Regions from separate parts of the Mus musculus genome. Here region 2 is linked to region 1. The links are chromatin contacts, called in public HiChIP or PLAC-seq maps. All regions are on one chromosome and are shown on one strand. Each heading gives the region's core, a stretch centred on a gene start, on an enhancer-like site or on the middle of the called end of the contact. The rest is flanking DNA. Distances are from core to core; before and after follow the strand shown. Region 1 overlaps Adck1 (aarF domain containing kinase 1). Region 2 overlaps Nrxn3 (neurexin III).

Region 1 (6,614 bases), core at 1,261-3,760:
CTCAGGTCCCCATCAGGACCTGAATCAGCTTGGCCCCATCGGCTTGTGCATCACGTTCTGAGACACATCCCAGAGCATTTCCGGGACGAATCAAGAACTGACCAACCCTGCCAGGGTGTGACTGCGAGCTCACACCAGGGTATGACACAGCCTGGGTCGTGTCTCAGCTCTCCTCTCCCACTCTGCTCCTCGGAGGCCACAGTCCACCCACCAGCCTGAGTAACTATCTGGGAAGCTGTCTGGCTCCTGAGGAAAAACAAGACTGAGGAACAGGAAAGAAAACGGGGAGCACCCACCTCCATCAGGAGAATGTCCTTAGAGCTTTGAGCCTGAACCTTCGGGTGCTGGACCTTAACTGCCACTGTCCGACCATCATGCAACACCGCCTTGTGGACCTGGGCCAGGGAGGCTGCCCCAAGAGGGGTGTCATCGAAGCTCAGGAACAAATCGTGGATCTGTCAGGAGGAGAAAGAGAACAGACTGACTAAAGGAAGCGTGGCCTAATTTGGTGAGAGGGCATTGTGTCCCACAGCAGATTTACTGCCGTATCAGTTAGTTGTGTGGATCCCAGATGGCCCTTTTGCTATCATCAGAATTCACACCAGAATCATGGACAGCACAGGGAAGAACAGGACAGGACAGGAAACATGTATGGAGAACACGATTACACAGGAGTGCAGAAGCTCTGTGACTCCCATCGAAGGCCAAAGAAACACAGGGTCTCATCTGCCCATTTAATGATCCACCACTGAGTCTGCTGAATCATAAAAAGTTAACAGAGCTGGGGCCAGAGCAGCATGACAGGCCAGATGGAAGACATTCCAATCCTACGAACCGAGAGAGCTCGGGGACCTTTAAGATGGAGCCTCCGAATCACAGCCATCAATTACCTTTTGCCTGAGTAGCAGCCTCGACATGGACTTCTGGGCCACTGCTGGCCTGGCCACACCCTAGCAGGTTCCTGGGGCTGCCAGACACCTAAAGTGAGCCTCTGGGAGTGTTCTTGCCTCTTCTGTGCCTCAGTTTATTTCTGCATGATATAGAAACTGCACTTTCTCTTACATCTTCTCTTTCTGACTACTTGGTCATGGCTACATGGTCCAGATACAATCATCCCGCCCCTCAGCACTGCCCCTTTCTCTCCTCAAACTTGAGATACCAAAGGCCCCACAGCTACCATCCCAATCCTGTTTGCTAATCCTACGGCACAAATGGTTCCCACCTCCCTGCCACCATTCCTGTACCTTCTTAGTTTCATTCTATCTACCAAAATTCTGTAGAGGCTAAGGCCCAGGCATCATGGAAGGGCCACAGAAGTTGGTCATGAGGAACAGAGCTCCGATGGATCACTTGTCCCCATCCTAGTGTCTAGATCTCCTTGTTCCCCCAACAACACACTTGCTGTTCCCTCCCTCTTCTGTGAGTTCCGGGCTCCTGAGGACAAGATTCTCTTGTATTATCTACTCACATGCCTGAGCTTTACCTGGGCAGCTGTTACTCCCGATGAGATCTCAGCCTGGCAAGTCAGAAAGCAGCCCTAAACACCCCAGTTGGCTCAGAAATAAGACATGTGGCCCAACTAGTCCATCCAGAACTAACTTTTTTTTTTTAAATTAGGTACTTTCTTCATTTACATTTCCAATGCTATCACAAAAGTCCCCCATGCCCTTCCCCCTACTTTCCCCCCCTCCCACTTCTTGGCCCTGACGTTCCCCTGTACTAAGGCATATAAAGTTTGCAAGACCAATGGGCCTCTCTTTCTACTGATGGCCGACTAGGCCATCTTCTGATACATATGCAGCTAGAGACAGGAGCTCGGGGTGAGGGTGGGGGGTGGTATTGGTCACAGAACTAACTTTTATGTATCTGTTTAAGGAACATGCTTTCTATTGTACCTGAGAAGAAAAACACAACTCCATGGGGCATGCCAAAGGTCATAGAAAAGAAACAAAGAAAGCAGAGCCAAGAAATGGGGAAGTAAATCCTAGTTAGTTGTAGCCCCTTGATCTAGACATCCCTGACTACCTAGCCTATAATTCCTTTCTGTTTGCTTGTTTGCTTGCATAAGTCAGTTTGAGCAAAGGTATCTGACAGAGGCCAGGGGCTCTGACTGACACAATGTGTTCTCGAGTACCCATGAGATAAATGGCATGAGGGAGACCCAGGCCAAGGCCCCTTAGACACTCAGTGACTGTGGGTTTCGGCCTCTCTCTGCCCCCTTACTGGGACAAGGACCCAGGAACAGTATGAGGCAGGGATTCTGCTACTGCCTAGTGAGATCCACACAGACCCCTTTAAAGACCAGTAGTGCCTAGAGGACCACCAGAGAGACCATTTTCCAAGGAGGAGCTGTGGACCTTGCCCGATCTGCCTGTGGCCTCATTCCCTACACCTAGCCTTTGCCAGGCCCAGGGAACGTCACCTCCTTATCTGAGAAGGACAACCAGTTCCAAACCTGTGTCATTGTGGGGACACTGCAGAGTCACTGCTACTGAAGAGTGACATGGCACCTCTAGAGCTCTGTGACAAGAACAGCTGCCAAGAGCACCCCACAGGGAAGTGGAGGGAGAGGGAGGAGAGGACTGAGGCAAGCAGATCCTAATCTCTGGGGTGAGAGGAAGCCAGGCTTTGCTGTTTCACCCAGGGACAGGAAGCTCCCAACCCCCAACCTCCTGCCCTCATCAGGGGATGGAGAAAGCCCCAAGATAACACCTAACTCCAGCAGCTAACTCAGCACTGAGCCATCCCTAGCAGTAATGGGTTAACAAAATTCTCAGTTTGACCAGAAGAAGCAACAGAGCAGAAAGGGTACAAGGCAAACCCCTGACCCATCCTAAGCATCCCTGAACCCCAAGTACCCCAACATCCCTGCAGCCATCTTTCCTTCTCTAACTAGAAGTAACTCCTACACCTTCCCATTCTCACACTAACACATGCACACATGCTAACACATACATGCATACACATATACATACACATACACACAAGCATACACACATACATACACATACCCAATAATTGATTGCTAGTGGATGCTCCTAGCTGGCTTATAAAAAAAAAAAGGTAATTAAAGATCGGTACTGCAGCCTGTAATTAAATATGAATAAAGTATCTCTAAATGGAACCTTAATTCAAAGTGTTCAGTGAAAGTACTTTATGCAGATAGATAGCAAGGAAAAATAGACCCTGTCCCGAAAGCAGAATTATATCCCCCCTCCCCCAGCAGCTGAAATAAATGCTGCCCCTCCCTTCCAGTTGCGAAGGACCTGCCTCCTTCCCTGGCCCTCTCGGCAGAAAGCCATTAGCAGAAACAAACTGCAGCATTTTCAGCAATTACATTCAAGCAGGGCCCTCGGCTGCCTCCAGTCCCTTCTGGAAACTTGTCTCCTTCCACTGCCTGGCTCCCTGTTCCTTTTCCCTCCCCCTGCACCCCCTCCCTGGGTCTGGCGGCAAAATCAATTAAGTAAAACAGCTGAATTTTAAAATGGTTGGTTGTGTGCTTTTTAATTACCATCGGTCTGAGATTCAAATATATTGATATGATCATCTAGAAAAGAAAAAAAAATTCTCAGAGAGAAAGTTGTTCCAGCTCTGTGGAGAGCAAAACTGAGAGTGAGAAAGAAATGGACTGACAGACAGAACACAAATGTAAATCTTTTATAAGGAAAGCCATTGATCAGGCAAGAAGAACAGGACCCTCCCTGGGGCTTCAGTTGTCCCAGGACCAGAAGGAGCATTGTGCCTCTACAGGCAGAGATTTGATGGCAGACCTCTGGGTTCCCAGAAGTTAAGGCCACGGGGCATCTTTTCCAAAATGCCACATGGAGTGGCTAAGCACTGGCCAGGAGCTTCATTTGACTAAAAATAAAACAACAAGAGTCATGTTGGCTTGAAGAAGCTAGGGAGCTCTTCTTCGACTCAGTCTCTTAGCCAGCCACACCACTGTCTGAAGGGCGCACAGCCTGAGGCCCCAAATGACTACTGGCTCAAGGTCCCAGGTTAGGGCAGGGTGAGGATGGACTTTCTTATAAAGCCCAACATCAAATATCCCATTCTGTGGTCCCCATACTCATACAGTGTCATTATCATAGGCATCTCCCAGGCCCTGGGCCAGCCTGGCTCCGGGTGAAGCTAGGAGTCTGTCTCAAGCAGGCCTAGATGCCAAGGCCAGGCATCTAAGAGCTCGGGTGATGCCCTGGGTGCCTGATACAGACCAATGCAGCAAGGTTCTTGGTGAGAGGCAAAGGCTGGTTACCATGGCATCAGCAACCAAGAACATCTGGCTCTCTCTTGTGGGGTTGGCCCACCCATATCTGGCTGGGTTCCAGCTGCCACCCATTCAAGCCTGATGGGCAGCCTCAGACTACGCTAATGGAGTAGCTAGCAGGAGCCTCAGCCTAAGGCAGTCAGGACAGCTCCAGCCAGCCAGGACCCTGCAAAATGCCTTGAACCAAACACTACCAATGCATCCCTGCCACCCAGCTCTACCTTGAGTCCATCCCTCACCCCTGCTCCTCTAAGCAGCACCCCATCGCCCCATGCTCTAGAACACATCCTGGTTTGTAGTTCGCCCTCCCCCACCTTCAAGGCCATGCCTTTGCCTTCTAAGGTCACCTTTGACAGTGATAGCAAATGAGTGGCTGTAGGGGTGCTTTCACTCCGCCTGTAAACGCCCCTCCCCTCGTGGAGCCTATTCCCTTTCCCTTAAGTGTGAACTGGGATTCATGACCCACTCCCAAGTTACAGAAGCACTCCAATAACCAACCAACCAACCAACCAATCAATCAATCAATGTCTCTGTCTCCCTCTCCCCCTCTCTTCTCTCTCCCTCTCCCCCTCTCCCCCTCCCCCCCTCTGTGTGTGCAGGTCTGTATGTCTCCCTTCCTCCCTCCCTCCCCTCCCTACTCTTGGATTTTTTTAGGAGGAACAGCTGTCCTGTCACAGCTCATTCCTATGATAGGTAAGGGACCAGGTTTTCTGCACACAGGGAGCCCCCTAGACACTGACTTTCCAGCCCCAGACAGGTCCTCAGATGACCACAGCCTCATGAGACCCCCTGAGCATGTTTATCAGTGTTAAATGCCAGTTTGACTGGATTAAGTCCCACAGAGGGACCTAGCAAAGTGTTCCTCTGGCTGTGCCTGTCTGTCGGGGCGTTTCCAGAGGAGGGTGACCTGGGGGTCAGGAGAATGAGAAGACCCACCCTCTAATTAGGTGCAGTCCATTTGGCTGAAGATTCAGACAGAAAAAAATTTCCTTCTCCCTTCTAGAGGTGGAACCATGACCTCCTCAGGCCCTGTACTTTAGAATCATGGGGACCCCAGGACTTCTTCCAGAAGCCTCCCATAGGCCCCACCCCTGGGTGGGGGTTGGGCTGCAGATGGAAAACAGCCCAATGGTTGTCCAGCTCTGAGGCTCTCTGACTTCAGCTGAAGTCTCCATCTTACAGGCAGTCTATCATGGGAGTCCTGATCCTCCATTATCACATGATCAGTTCCCTAATGAATCCTCCATTGCATGTTTACCTCTACTGAAATCTTCTCAACTGGTTCTGTCTCTATGGAGAACCTTAATAACCTTGATCCAGAACCAGTCAGTAAGCCACTCCTGAACTCCTGGTCAACAGAAACTTTAAAACAAACAAAGAATGCTTATTGTTTTAAACCACTAGGTTTGAGGAGTTGGGGGGTAACGTTTTATGCAGTGACAGCCAAGTGATACATCCAGCCATACCCATGCCAGACATCACTAATCCATCCAGCATTTGTTGCTCCTGTAGCCCTATGATGCCTTACTATCTCTCCCAACACAGAGCTCCAGACAGTCAGCCACTGCCAATGGAACACAGCCAATACACCATTCTTTCACCCAATGCAGACCTATAACTCAGCAGAAATCATGTTAGTGCTAGGTCACTGAGCCAACAAAACATCATCTTTCTGCCCCTAAAGAGACCCCCTAAAAGGAAGATAATCACCTCTTTGAAAAACAGAGTGCTTTAGTGCTTGCTACAGCAGATAACGTACCTGCATTCACCATGTCACCTAATCCTGAAGGCCACACCTGGGGAGCTAAGGCAAGAATCTCTCCAGTATGGCCCCACAGACCCTATGCTAAGAGGACATAGCATTGCTTTCTCACTTTCCACTTCTGCATTCAAGGTGAGACATCCCCACCTTCAGCTTTCCACTCACAGCTGCCACCTAAATCTAAGGAACTCCTAACAGCAAGAACAGCCCGAGCGACACGGGCCTCCATGGTCTGCGGCATGCTCTCTCTGGGCTCTAGGGATCACCTTGTCAGCACTGCAGAACCCTTAGCTACTGCTATCACTGAATTGGAAGGAAATGAGGGACCAGCAGCAGAATCTTAGGTCAATGTGGCAATGGTCCTGAGAGGAGGCCAGCCCAGTGCAACTCCTGCAGTTGCTCATCTCCAGACTTCAGCAATCAACCACTCGCTCTCCCAAGGGCCTTTCCACTCAGACCATGCATCTTTCTTTTCTATTCTTGTTTGGTCTTCTTTCTTTCCTGTTTTTGGTTAGTTGGTTAGAATTTTTTGCTGGTTTGGTTTGGTTTCATTTTGAAGAGAAGATCTCAGGTAACCCAGGCTGG
Region 2 (6,614 bases), core at 1,796-4,295, 570 kb before region 1:
ATGCAAGATCATCCTTAATGATACCTGCACCCTTTATCTGGCCCACCTTCATTCAAAGTACATATTAAAACATATGTTAAAACACCATATATTTGGATTACTGATAGGTTGTTTTAGGTGAGTCCAGGAAAGAAAAACACTTAAAGACGTAACTTCTACTCCAGCTTCTATTTTTAATTAAAAAAAAAAAACCTTTAAGACAGCATATGGTTTTTTTATTATTATTTTATTTATATGAGTACACTGTAGTTTTCTTCAGACATGCCAGAAGAGGGCATCAGGTTCTATTACAGGTGTTTGTAAGCTACCATGTGGTTGCTGGGAATTGAACTCAAGATCTTTGGAAGAGAAGTCAGTGCTCTGAACTGATCACTGAGCAATCTTTCCACCACACCCCCACCTTCTATCTTAATTCTATCAATAGGTTGCTCCTGTATTAGTTACTCTTCTCATTGATAAGATGAAATACCTGACAGAAGTGACTTAAGGAAGGAAAGGCTCACTCATGCTCATGGCGTTAGGGGGCAGATTCCATCATGTACCATGGCATAGATGGCTTGGGATTGGGAAAGTCTTAATTCAAGATGATGGGAGAGTACAGTAAAACCAGTAAAAAATTCTCCAGGTGGCCTCTGACCAGGAAACAAGTGTACAAACAAAAGCCAGGATAGATATCACCTTCAAAGTCCCATTCCTACTGATATATTTCCGTGAGCCAGTTCCCCTTCTCAAGGGTTCCAAACCCTTCCCATTTCTACAACTAGTGACCAAGTATTCAAAACAAGACCGATGGGAAGAATTTACACTCAAACCATAATTTGGTAGTACATACGTAGTTTCTCATAATGAAAACCCAAGAGTTTGAACTTCGTTAAACACTCAAAGCAACTTGTGTCTTAGAGTCACATTAGGAAGAAAAGTTCTCTTTAGATCTGGCTACAGGACAACCAATGATTGACAAGGCTTGAGCCAGGGTTCTGCTCCTGATAGTATTCACCATGAATCCCATGGACTGGTGCCTCAGCTGTAGCTGGGATTGGCACATAAACTGAACCTACTAGGTGAGGTGGGGCTTTTTAAACGTGTTTTCAGGGGTTGACAATTAATTAAGGAAGTTCTCAAGTCTTCAACTATTCTTACTGAGGCTTTAAGCAATTCTGAAACACTGTTACTTATGACTGATAGCTGCCACGAAAGATGCTAATGTAGGAGAAATCAAAGATTCTTCACATTTTTCTTAGAACAAGGAAAAAAGCTTAATTGTAGTGTCCTATGGCACGGATCCTTGACCTGGTTCTCTCTCCAGCTGCATGCTATTGTGAACATCATTTCCCTCACTCTCATCCCCAGTGTTCTCAGACATTTAGTGGAGATAATAATAGCTAAGCACTCTATATACATTTAATTACTTCATGCTTAAAATAGCCTTTTGAAACATTACTATTATATCCCTACATAAATGTAAGATCAAGTCATAGAGAATTAGCTTGCCTATATACACAACACTAGTGAATTTAGATTTGAAGCAGCCAACCTCCTTCTAATATCTTTCCTTTCTACCACTCTCCTATAGTGATGACATAATAATAAAAATAAGTGTCACCAGGCACACTAGAGATTACTTCAAATAAGGCACATATGAACACTTAAAAACTACTTAAGAGAAGTTTGCCTGCACTACTTATAATCGTGGAGTAGAATTTCAGCCATTGTTGTATAGGTGAATATTTGCATTCTATCTTGAGGTTTATTTAGTAGCCTTATCCCGAGATTATGGTCTAGATTCCATTGAGATATTGATTTGATGGAGAAATGCACACATAAGCCATAGAACTTAAATATCAAGATGAGCTAATGTATCACTGCATAATGCTTGCAAGATAGGGCTAATTCTGTAGAATAACCAGTGAACATTGACAAGATTTTCTAGATAAAACTCTCCCATTCAGATGAGCATTAAATGCCACTCTCTTTGGGGTAGACACCATCTTCTACTTGCCTAGGCAGGGCTCTTTAAATAAAATACCCACCAGAAGAATGCAGCAGTAATTCCCATCTGCCACTGTGTGTTAATTATTCTGTCTTGGGGATCCCTGTGTATATGCCATGCCTTTTTAGAAGCAAAGTCAGTCCCCCCCAAAATGCATCCAATACTTTACAGAATCCTACCCAGCCTTTGCTTGAGCCATGCTACTTTCAAACCCATTGTTGTTTGATTCATATTTCAATTGTCACAATTGTGACAAATGCAAGACAGAATACCACAGAATTTTCAGAGCACATGCCAGCTGTCAGATGCTGTGTCTTGTGATTTCTCGGCATTATTCCCTTTTATCCCCATATGAACACTGAGATGGAGGTACTCTTGACCCCCACCCTGTCACCAATTGGTTGGCTTTAGCTATTTGTTGTAGGTTGTGGTTTTAGCAGTATGCTTGATTTCATGTATAGATACAGAAGCTCAGATGTAAGTACTACTCTAAGACCCCATGAGTTGACACTGGCACCCTTGGTGCCACAGTTCGGATATTTTCTTGTATAATAAGTCCGCTGCTTGTTCATTGAGCCACCCCAGGATATGCTCACGAGACTTGGGCCTCATACAGCTCCAAAAACCCATGGGTAGGTGGCATATGTAGTAGGAAAGAAGTCACACAAATGGGCTGATATAGGGGACCAGAGACACAAACCCAGTGTCTCCTCCTCTTTATCTCGGGTTTAGATGCTGTCCTTTAGATGCAAGGCTCCAGAAGTAGAAGGGGCAATGAGCTAAGTAACAGCCTGAGATTATGCACACCTGTGTTCATATATATATAAATATTCCACATCAAACAGAAGTGCCCGCAGCACAGACAGTGATGGTAGCTGGGCCTCTGTGTGTGGCTGAGAGGAAAGTTATTTACAGCAAGGTCTGGCCTCTCGCCCCACCATGTAATTCCAGGCAATTGCACTTCCAAATAGATCTTTTTGGAGAAAATCAACAGTGGCTTTGCTTTCAATCTACTGGAAAATGAAGTCCTGTGAATGTGTTATGTAAGTCCACAGGTCCACAGCAGGTGGAGTGAGGAGCTCAAACCAGCAGCTCTGCAGAGAGATGGGAGGCTCTGATTCCCAGATTCCTTCTATCTTTTCTGGCCTGCCGGGCCCTATGCATGCCTATGCATTTTCACAATGACTGACCCTGGGGCCCCAAGGCAGAAGCAAGGTATGAGACAGGGCAACTGAGACTATCACTGGGGCTCTAAAGAAGAAAAGGGAGTTAAAGAATGATAAAGGCCCTGCTGTGGCATTTATTTACAAGACAAACACAATGTCTGCTTTTTGACTCATCCACCATGCAACTTACTCCAATTTAGCAGCACCAAGTAGCACACATATGACACATCCACTCTGGTACCTGGACTGTCACGCTTGCTTTCTTTCTTTTTCAATAATAAAGTCTCACTGAGTTTCTAAGACTACAGAAACAGAGAAATAAAAGCAGACTGTCCACAACTCCATTATCTAAACAGTCATTGTTAGCATGCTGATGAGTTTTTTTTTTCCTCAGCCTTTGTTTTTAATCTATTTTTAACTTTGGAAAGATAATTTCCTGATGAGTTCTACACATTTTTCCTCTGGGTCAGAATCAGTGGAGACCAAGTCATACTCAGGGGTCTGAGAGGTTGGATGCCAGCCAGGTGGGCTGCCTAGACAGCCAATGACTGCTTAGATTACAGAAAGGTGATGAAAGGAACACAATGCTGAGAACCAGGGTTCAGTCTTTATATTGAGCAGTATCCATAATCATTAATATAAGACATCAAGTGAGTTACATCCGTTTTGGGGATTATTTGCACCATCCACAGTAGATACAGAGAGTAAAGCATATGCCTTTATATGGATATGGAGGCACTCGTGTACTTCTTATATTATTGAGAAATTCATTCTCCTGTAATGGAGTTGTGTTTTCAGAAGGACAATAGGGATATTGATAACTATCTTCTAAAATTATCATAGTAACTTTTAGGGTCACATTGAATGGGGTATGTAAGAAGAGGAATGGGTGGGAGACAAGATAATTAACACTGGGAATGTTTGAAAAGCCAAATGAAAACATAATACCTTATAAGCTTTATGTATATATATGTATATATATATATATAGTTTGTATAAAAGAATGTAATTGATATTGCCATATGTAGGCAATAATGATCCTCCCAGAAGCTATGGGATATTAAAAAGACTGCACCTCAAGTTGTTCATCAGGTATGTCCCAGACAACCCTAAAACAACACAGGCTATTGTCAAAGCTCTTGGTTGTTCACCAGAACTTGACGGTAAGATCCTCTTGCAGAAGATACCACATGCTTTCTCCATAGCACATAGAGAAATAAAGTTGGAAGTGACCAGGAAGTTTTCTCCCTGCTACACAGATTCTATGGTATCAAAAAATGCTAAGCACACTGCTTGGGGTTGGGGTTGGGGGTGGGGGGAGGGAAAATCATCAACAGACTTATCCAGCTGCAAACCCATAAACTACAATAATGACCAACATGGTAAAATATGGGTGGGAAAGTAGCACAAATGTTATGGGGGACATCATCCACATCCTGACTGAAGAGTCCTACTCCACGGGAAGCAACACATGCCTGGCACCTTGAATCTGGACAAGAACCCAAGGTTGGAAAGCTCACAGGCTTGGGGGTGAAGCTAATACTACTATTTTGCTAAATGCAAATAGAGTCAGAATACTCTCTAAATTCTTACCTCTCTACCCATAGGTTAGTGTGCACTTAGAACTCATCAGTTTTAAGGTTTTCTTGCAGAGTAAACAGCAGTCCGTGCAGAAACTTACAACTGGTCAAATAAGAGTCTGTAGAGTGCTCAACTATAAATGGGACATTAACATCACCCTGTGCCTTCCAAGGCTCATAGATGGTCTTAAAATGGGGGTGGGGTGATACAAGGGTTGTAAGATCCACATGTCAGAGGCCTGGAGTCAAAGAGTAACAAGACAGCTGCACCCATGAACTCCCAACAATGACTGCTGCCTGCACAAGATCAAGCTAATCAATATTTCAATAACAAGAAGTGAGGGGCTCATGAGCTCCCTCCTACCCAAGCTGAGAAGGTATCAACAATCAATGGCTTCTGGGAGATAGGAAGTCATTTTCTTTAAAGGTGTGGTCCCTAGAAGGCTGGCCATGATTCGGTGGATGGTCCCCTCTGGTAAGTATATGGATAGCACAAACTGGACTAGGTGGGTTACAAAAAATTTCAAAAGATAATAGGAAGTTAGGATAAATGAAGGTGGGTGTGAGAGAAGTTAGAGAAAAGAGTGAACATGAATATTATCAAAATACCTTGCATATGTGTATAACATTCTTAAAGGAGCACTAGCATATGTTATATTTAAAAAGCAAACAGCTGGAGAGATGACTCAGAAACTAAGAGTGCATTCAGCTCTTGCGGAGTACTGGATGGAGCTCAGCTCCCAGCATAAACCTGGGGTGCCTCGCTGCTTTTAAGGATGCCTCCGGCCTCCGTGGGTACCTGTGCTAACATGCACATACCCACATGTGCACACATAAATTAAAAATAATAATTAAATCTTGGCTGGGGAGATGGCACATCACTGAACAACATTTGTCTGCTTTTCCAGAATACTTAGGTTTCAATCCCAGCTCCCATATGGCACCTCATGTCTGTCTGTAACTAGTTTTAGAGACTCCAGTATGGCCTCTTCTGCTCTCTACAGGTGCCAATCACACAAGCAGTGAATGAACATATATGCAGGCAAACTATGCATTTACATAAAAAACCAATAGATATTCAAAAATTAAATGATGCATGTAAACCAACTCTTTGTTGCATTTATGTGTGTAGCTGTATGTGTTCCTGTAAGACTCACATGTATGTTTGTTGTCCATGTGCAAGTGGAGACAGGGGTCAACCTTGGATGTCACTCCTTAGAGCAGTAGTCTACCTTACCCTTTGAGGCAAAGTTTTTCAAAGTCATCCGGACTTTATTAATTTGACTAGATTGACTAGCCAGTAAGTTCTAGGGGTCTTCTTGTCTCCATTTCCTCAATAATGAAATTATATGCACATATCACCATACCAGGCTTTCTTACGAGGCTTTCTTACGTGGGTCCTAGTAATGTGACTCAGGACCCCACATTTGCATGGCAAGCACTTTAGCGATTAAGTCATGTCCCCAGCCCTGTGGGAAGACAGGATTGATGATTGCAGAGAATTGTAGGAGGTTTTATCACTTGGGTTTTAAGAAATGAGATGATTACTTGCACTATACACCATAGAAATATTTTGTGAAAGTCCAAGAAGATGATAAAGAGCAATATAAATAAAATTAAGCACACATAGGAGATCAGGGAGAGGCACAAAGTGAAGTGTTTCCCCATAATTCACACAAGGAATCAGAAATAATAAGAGAGTTCAGAGGCATCAAGGAAAAGAAAGAAAGAAAGAAAGAAAGAAAGAAAGAAAGAAAGAAAGAAAGAAAGAGAGAGAGAGAGAGAGAGAAAGAGAGGGAGGGAGGGAGAGAGGGAGGGAGGGAGGGAAAGAAAGAAAGAAAGAAAGAAAGAAAGAAAGAAAGAAAGAAAGAAAGAGAG

What was found. HiChIP or PLAC-seq counts read pairs in DNA pulled down with a chosen protein or histone mark.
Region 2: a contact with region 1 is called in an H3K27ac HiChIP or PLAC-seq map of SST interneurons, with 4 times the contacts expected there. The contact joins two enhancer-like sites. A contact is called at or near these places in 2 of 484 Hi-C or Micro-C datasets (cortical neurons and frontal cortex) and 2 of 115 datasets of contacts at active chromatin or transcription factors (SST interneurons and embryonic basal ganglia).

What each region holds. Positions count from the first base shown.
Region 1 is chr12:88,424,862-88,431,475 of GRCm38.p6, reverse strand. It overlaps Adck1 (aarF domain containing kinase 1), which reads right to left. Exons shown (of 11, transcript NM_001277297.1): 5 at 297-455. Among named protein-coding and RNA genes, the nearest start is that of 4930473H19Rik, 14 kb to the left of the region's middle. Within about 2 kb of position 2,510, at least 91 of the 459 cell types and tissues checked have an H3K27ac peak or open chromatin away from gene starts, as enhancers often do. A contact at or near this core is called in SST interneurons, where this site is marked.
Region 2 is chr12:88,992,807-88,999,420 of GRCm38.p6, reverse strand. All of the region lies in intron 3 of Nrxn3 (neurexin III), which reads right to left. Among named protein-coding and RNA genes, the nearest start is that of Gm40537, 23 kb to the right of the region's middle. Within about 2 kb of position 3,045, at least 3 of the 459 cell types and tissues checked have an H3K27ac peak or open chromatin away from gene starts, as enhancers often do. A contact at or near this core is called in SST interneurons, where this site is marked.